2 separate regions of the Ovis aries genome follow, and region 2 is linked to region 1. Evidence: chromatin contacts called from public Hi-C data. All regions are on one chromosome and are shown on one strand. Each heading gives the region's core, a stretch centred on a gene start, on an enhancer-like site or on the middle of the called end of the contact. The rest is flanking DNA. Distances are from core to core; before and after follow the strand shown.

The links. Hi-C and Micro-C count contacts between places; a contact is called where the count stands out from the background.
Region 2: a contact with region 1 is called in a Hi-C map of liver, with 5 times the contacts expected there. The contact joins the enhancer-like site here to the promoter of NHLRC1 in region 1. A contact is called at or near these places in 7 of 16 Hi-C or Micro-C datasets (blood, hypothalamus, liver and 2 more).

Annotation. Positions count from the first base shown.
Region 1 is chr20:38,722,704-38,725,403 of ARS-UI_Ramb_v3.0, forward strand. NHLRC1 (NHL repeat containing E3 ubiquitin protein ligase 1) reads left to right here and starts at 1,378. Exons shown (of 1, transcript XM_027958731.3): 1 at 1,378-2,700. The coding sequence starts at 1,458. The coding sequence ends at 2,642.
Region 2 is chr20:38,896,003-38,898,802 of ARS-UI_Ramb_v3.0, forward strand. All of the region lies in intron 4 of KIF13A (kinesin family member 13A), which reads left to right. Among named protein-coding and RNA genes, the nearest start is that of KIF13A, 110 kb to the left of the region's middle. Within about 2 kb of position 1,254, at least 30 of the 54 cell types and tissues checked have an H3K27ac peak or open chromatin away from gene starts, as enhancers often do. A contact at or near this core is called in hypothalamus and liver, where this site is marked.

The DNA of each region.
Region 1 (2,700 bases), core at 128-2,627:
GGCTACAGTCGATGGGATTGCAAAAGAGTCGGACATGACTTAGTGACTAAACAACAACAACTACTTACTATGAGAATGATAGAAGGTCCAAAAGAAAATGTGCGCACCTGCTTCATCCACTTGGGTTTTAATTTCCCTCGTGCATCTGTGTTTTCCCGATAGTTCATAAGCGTCATGAGCTCTGAGACTAGGTTTCACACCTGGCCAGCCCGAGCCCCTAGCACCCAGTGCTGCTGACAGGAAATCAGAGGGCACTTTGCTGGGTTCCAGGGGGCAGCCTGCTTGTCCTCAATAGGTGTCCTCAAGTGTAAAGGGAAGATGCTCCATCCATGATTGGTGTGAAGATTACAGATCTGACCATGTGCTGTGGATTGTTGTTCAGTCACTCAGTCCCGTTCAACTCTCTGCAACCCCATGGACTGCTGCACGCCAGGCTCCCCGTCCATCACCAACTCCCAGAGCCTACTCAAACTCATGTCCATTGAGTCGGTGATGCCATCCAACCGTCTCATCCTCTGTCGTCCCCTTCTCCTCCCGCCTTCATCTTTCCTAGCATCAGGGTCTTTTCCAATGAGTCATCTCTTCACATTAGGTGGCCAAAGTATTGGAGCTTCAGCATCAGTCCTTCCAACGAATATTCAGGACTGATTTCCTTTAGGATGGGCTGGTTGGATCTCCTTGCAGTCCAAGGGACTCTCAAGAGTCTTCTCCAACACCACAGTTCAAAAACATCAATTCTTTGGTGCTCAGCCTTCTTTATAGCCCAACTCTCACATCTATCCATACATCACTACTGGAAAAGCCATAGCTTTGACTATATGGACCTTTGTTGGCAAAGGAATGTCTCTGCTTTTTAATAACGCTGTCTAGGCTGTGGATCAGTTTCAGTTCAGTTGCTCAGTCGTGTCCGACTCTTTGCAACCCCATGGACTGCAGCACGCCAGGCTTCCCTGTCCATCACCAACTCCCAGAGCCTACTCAAACTCATGTCCATTGAGTCAGTGATGCCATCCAACCATCTCATCCTCTGTTGTCCCCCTTTCTTCCCGCCTTCCATCTTTCCCAGCATCAGGATCTTTTCCAATGAGTCGGTTCTTCGCATCAGGTGGCCAAAGTATTGGAGTTTCAGCTTCAGCATCAGTCCTTCCAATGAGTATTCTGTGGATCAGTTCAGTTGAGTTCAGTCGGTCAGTTGTGTCCGACTCTTTGCGACCCCATGGACTGCAGCACGCAGTCTACTCTGTGGATTAGAACTTGTTAAAATCCACTGTCCGCCTCTCCGGATACAGTGCCGCGCGCGCCCACAAGGGGGCGGCAGGTCTCGGCCGAGCGGCCGGACAAAGTGGACGTCAGGCCCAGCGGCCCCGCCCCGTGGCCGTGACCCCAGGCCGCGCCGGCGCGGCGTCCTGCTCTGCAGGCAGACGGCGCGGCCGGGCGTGCGGGGCGGGGGCCGCGCGATGGGGGCCGAGGCCGCTGGGAGCGGGCCGGCGCTGCGGGAGCTGCTGCGCGAGGCGGAGACCAGCCTGCTTGAGTGCAAGGTGTGCTTCGAGCGGTTCGGCCACCGCCAGCAGCGGCGCCCACGCAACCTGTCCTGCGGCCACGTGGTCTGCCTGGCCTGCGTGGCCGCCCTGGCGCACCCGCGGACGCTGGCCCTCGAGTGCCCCTTCTGCCGGCGGGCCTGCCGGGGCTGCGACACCAGCGACTGCCTGCCGGTGCTCCACTTCCTGGAGCTCCTGGGCTCCGCGCTGCGGCCGGGCCCGGCCGCCCCGCGCGCCGCGCCCGCCGCCGCGGGGGTCCTCACCTGCCAGCACGCCTTCGGCGGCTGGGGGACCCTGGTCAACCCCACCGGGCTGGCTCTGTGTCCCAAGACGGGGCGGGTCGTGGTGGTGCACGACGGTAAGAGGCGAGTCAAGGTCTTCGACTCCGGGGGAGGCTGCGCGCATCAGTTTGGAGAGAAGGGGGACGCCGCCCAGGACCTTCGGTACCCGGTTGACGTCACGGTCACCAGCGACTGCCACGTGGTCGTCACCGACGCCGGCGACCGCTCCCTCAAAGTATTTGACTTTTTCGGCCAGATCAAACTCGTCTTGGGAGGCCACTTCTGCTTGCCGTGGGGTGTGGAGACCACCCCGCAGAATGGGGTCTTGGTCACGGACGCGGAGGCGGGGTCCCTGCACCTCCTGGAAGTCGACTTTCCCGAAGGGGTCCTCCGGAGGACCGAAAGGTTGCAGGCTCACCTGCGTCGCCCGCGGGGGGTGGCGGTGTCCTGGCTCACCGGGGCCATCGCGGTCGTCGAGCACCCGCTGGGGCCCGGCACCTGCAGCAGCACTACCGTGAAGGTGTTCAGCGCGAGCATGCAGCTCATCGGCCAGGTGGACTCCTTTGGGCTAAGCCTCTTTTTCCCTTCCAAGATCACCGCCTCCGCCGTGGCCTTCGATCATCAGGGCAACGTGGTGGTTGCCGATACTTCCAGTCCGGCTGTCCTCTGTCTAGGCAAACCCGAGGAGTTTCCAGTGCTGAAGCCCATCGTCACCCACGGTCTTTCGCATCCCGTGGCGCTGACCTTCACTAAGGAGAGTTCTCTTCTTGTGCTGGACAGCGCGGCCCATTCTGTAAAAGTCTACAAGGTTGACTGGGGGTGATGGGGCGTGGTGGGGGTCCTGGGACCTGCTCCAGAAGCCCCGGAGCCGCCCCTGTTGA
Region 2 (2,800 bases), core at 4-2,503, 170 kb after region 1:
CCTTGGGGCTTCCCTCGTAGCTCAGAGGTGAAGAATCCACCTGCAGTGCAGGAGATGTGGGTTCGATCCCTGGCTAGGGAAGATCCCCTGGAGGAGAAAATGGCAACCCACTCCAGTATTCCTTCCTGGATAATTCCATGGACAGAGAAGCCTGGTGGGCTACAGTCCATGGAGTTGCAAAGAGTCAGACATGCTGAGCAACTGAGCATGCATACACATTCCTTAGGGCTGCGGTCCCCAAGCTTTTTGACCCTAGGGATTGGTTTCATGGAAGACAATTTCTCCATGGACTGGGCGGGGAGTTCGGGATGATTCAAGCACATTACATTTATCGTGTGCTTTATTTCTATTATTGTTACATCAGCTCCACTTCAGATCATTAGGTATTAGATCCTGGAGGTTGGGGAACCCTGCCCTAGAGTTATTTCTTGGCACCCAGAGACATTGCTTCACTTACCTGGGTGCGTTTATGGGGTGGATAATAATAATAACAACAGACAGTAGAATCCTGAGCACTAGGTTCCCAGCACTACGCTCATTCTTTTACCTGCAGCAGATCATTTAATTGTCAAAATGCCCAATCAGTAGAATCTGATATTGGCCCCGTTTTACAGAAGAGGAAACTGAGGTTCAGAGAGGCCCTGCTGCTTGTAGGAGAGCTGAATGCAGTGGTAAAGGTGAATCTGGGTCCATGACAAGTACGTGTGAGGACTTTGTGGATTCTGCTGCAATCCTGGGCCCTCCACTCTTTTCTCTCATCCCAGCAGGAGGCTGTGCTTAGGAAATCATTCAATCAAATGTTGAAGTGTTCTGGCTTGGCATCTAGCCAGGAATAATACTGTTCGCCTTCTCCCTCCTGTCGGAAGTTCTCTGGAATCCTGACTGCCTGTGTTTGGTTTGGCTTTCTTCTTCCCTCGCCTCAAGTGCTGTCAGTCCCATGCACCCCACAGTCCAGAAGAGATACTGAGTCAGACCTGCCTCTGTGTCAGAGACTGTGGCAAACCGTCAAGCAGGTGGGGATGAAACACAGTGACTTTTTCAGCAGCTGTTAAATGTGAAAGCACCCTCCTGAAAATAACTCCAAAATGCGTTTTCTGCTGAGGCGGGCCCCACAGGTCTTTCCTCCGGGGCCCCGATGCCTGACCCTCCTCCCTGCATGACTCAGCCACTTTATCAGGCGACAGAGAAAGGCGCTGAAGTTCACCGCCAGCTCGTGACGGGCCCCAGCGCTGTCGCTGGGCTGGGCACGTCTGTCCGGGTGAGTCACCCAGGCCGTGCTGTGAGGAGGGCTGCTGCGGACTGCGGGGCTGGCCGCTCCCAAAGGCCACTGTGGAAAACGGCCCGCGTCGACCTTTACGCTCCAGGCCTAGGTTCTCGGGGTCCTGGTTCTTACCCAGCCCCTCGAGGGCAACCTTCTGTAGCTGACTAAAACTTAAATCTCATGTCACCGAGTCAAGCCTTGAAAGCCCTAGTCCTGCTATCTAAAGTCTGTAGTTTGGGGTCATTTAATGTCAACCAGGTTTAAGGCCTCTACCTGTGACCGTTTCTGAGAGTTGTGCTAATTGGGGGAGAGATTTACCGAGATGCAGCCCTCGCCCCTTCGGGTTTGTGTGTGGAGCCTGACGTCTCTCACCCCATCCAGGTGCTTGGCTTGGGAGCCGTGCCACCTGCCAAGTCCAGACTCGTCACAGTCGCCAGGGCTGTCAGCCTCGGTTAGGAGTGGAAAAACACCCTCCCAAACGCGCAAGCCCAGGAATTCCAGGTCATAAATATATGCATTTTATTTTTTCACTCTAACTCCAGTGAGAAAAGAGATGGGAGAAAGAAGGAAGACTGGAGGTTCTGTTTAAAGTGATAAAATGGTGTTAAAATTCTGACTGCTCTTCTAGGTCACTACTTTAGAAATATTCTGTGCTTATGTTGTGTCCAACCCTGGATCTCCAAACTGAGTGCTTTGGTCAGCCCTGATCTATGTGAAGCTGGCTTGATTCATGCAGATTGTGAATGAGACAAGATTGTGCCCTCTTCGGGGCTTTCCCGGTGGCTCAGTGGTAAAGAATCTGCCTGCAGTGTGGGAGACTCAGGAGATGCGGGTTCGATCCCTGAGTTGGGAAGATCCCCTGGAAAAGGAAATGGCAACCCACTCCAGTATTCTTGCCTGGAGAGCCCCATGGACAGAGGAGCCTCCTGGGTTACAGTCCATGGGGTTGCAAGAGTTAGACACGACTGAAATGATAAAGCATGCATGCACGTGCCCTTTTTGAGTTTCTGGGGGTGTTTTGGCCACGCTGCCTGGCATGTGAAATCTTAGCTCCCTGACCAGGGATCGAACATGTGTCCCTTGCACTGGAAGTTCATAGTCTTACCCACTGGACCACTAGGAAGTCCCAAGGTCATGCCCTCTTAGTTTGTTCTCGCTTTTCCTAGAGCATAGTCACTGTGCAGAGTTGGCGTATGTATGGTATGCACTTTCCCACTCCCCTGGTTTCTCTTCCTCTGTACTTTGGTACCAGGGCCCTGCTATAGAGAGAATTCCCTTGCTTCCTCAGCTCCCAGTGCACATGCCTGGTAGCTCTGAGGCCATTACTGCTGTTCCCAGGAGGGACAGGCTGTGCACAAGTGTGGAGACTCAGGGTGTTAGCATTGGAGAGGTCTGTACCATGTGTGACTCAGGGCTGGGTGGGTCAGGTCTTCTGTGACTTGGCTTGCAGAAATTCCAATCAGGAGCCCTCTCTACAGTTCTGACATTGTGTTGTGGGTTGCTGCAGGCATGCCTGTGTTTTAAGACTTGTCCACACGG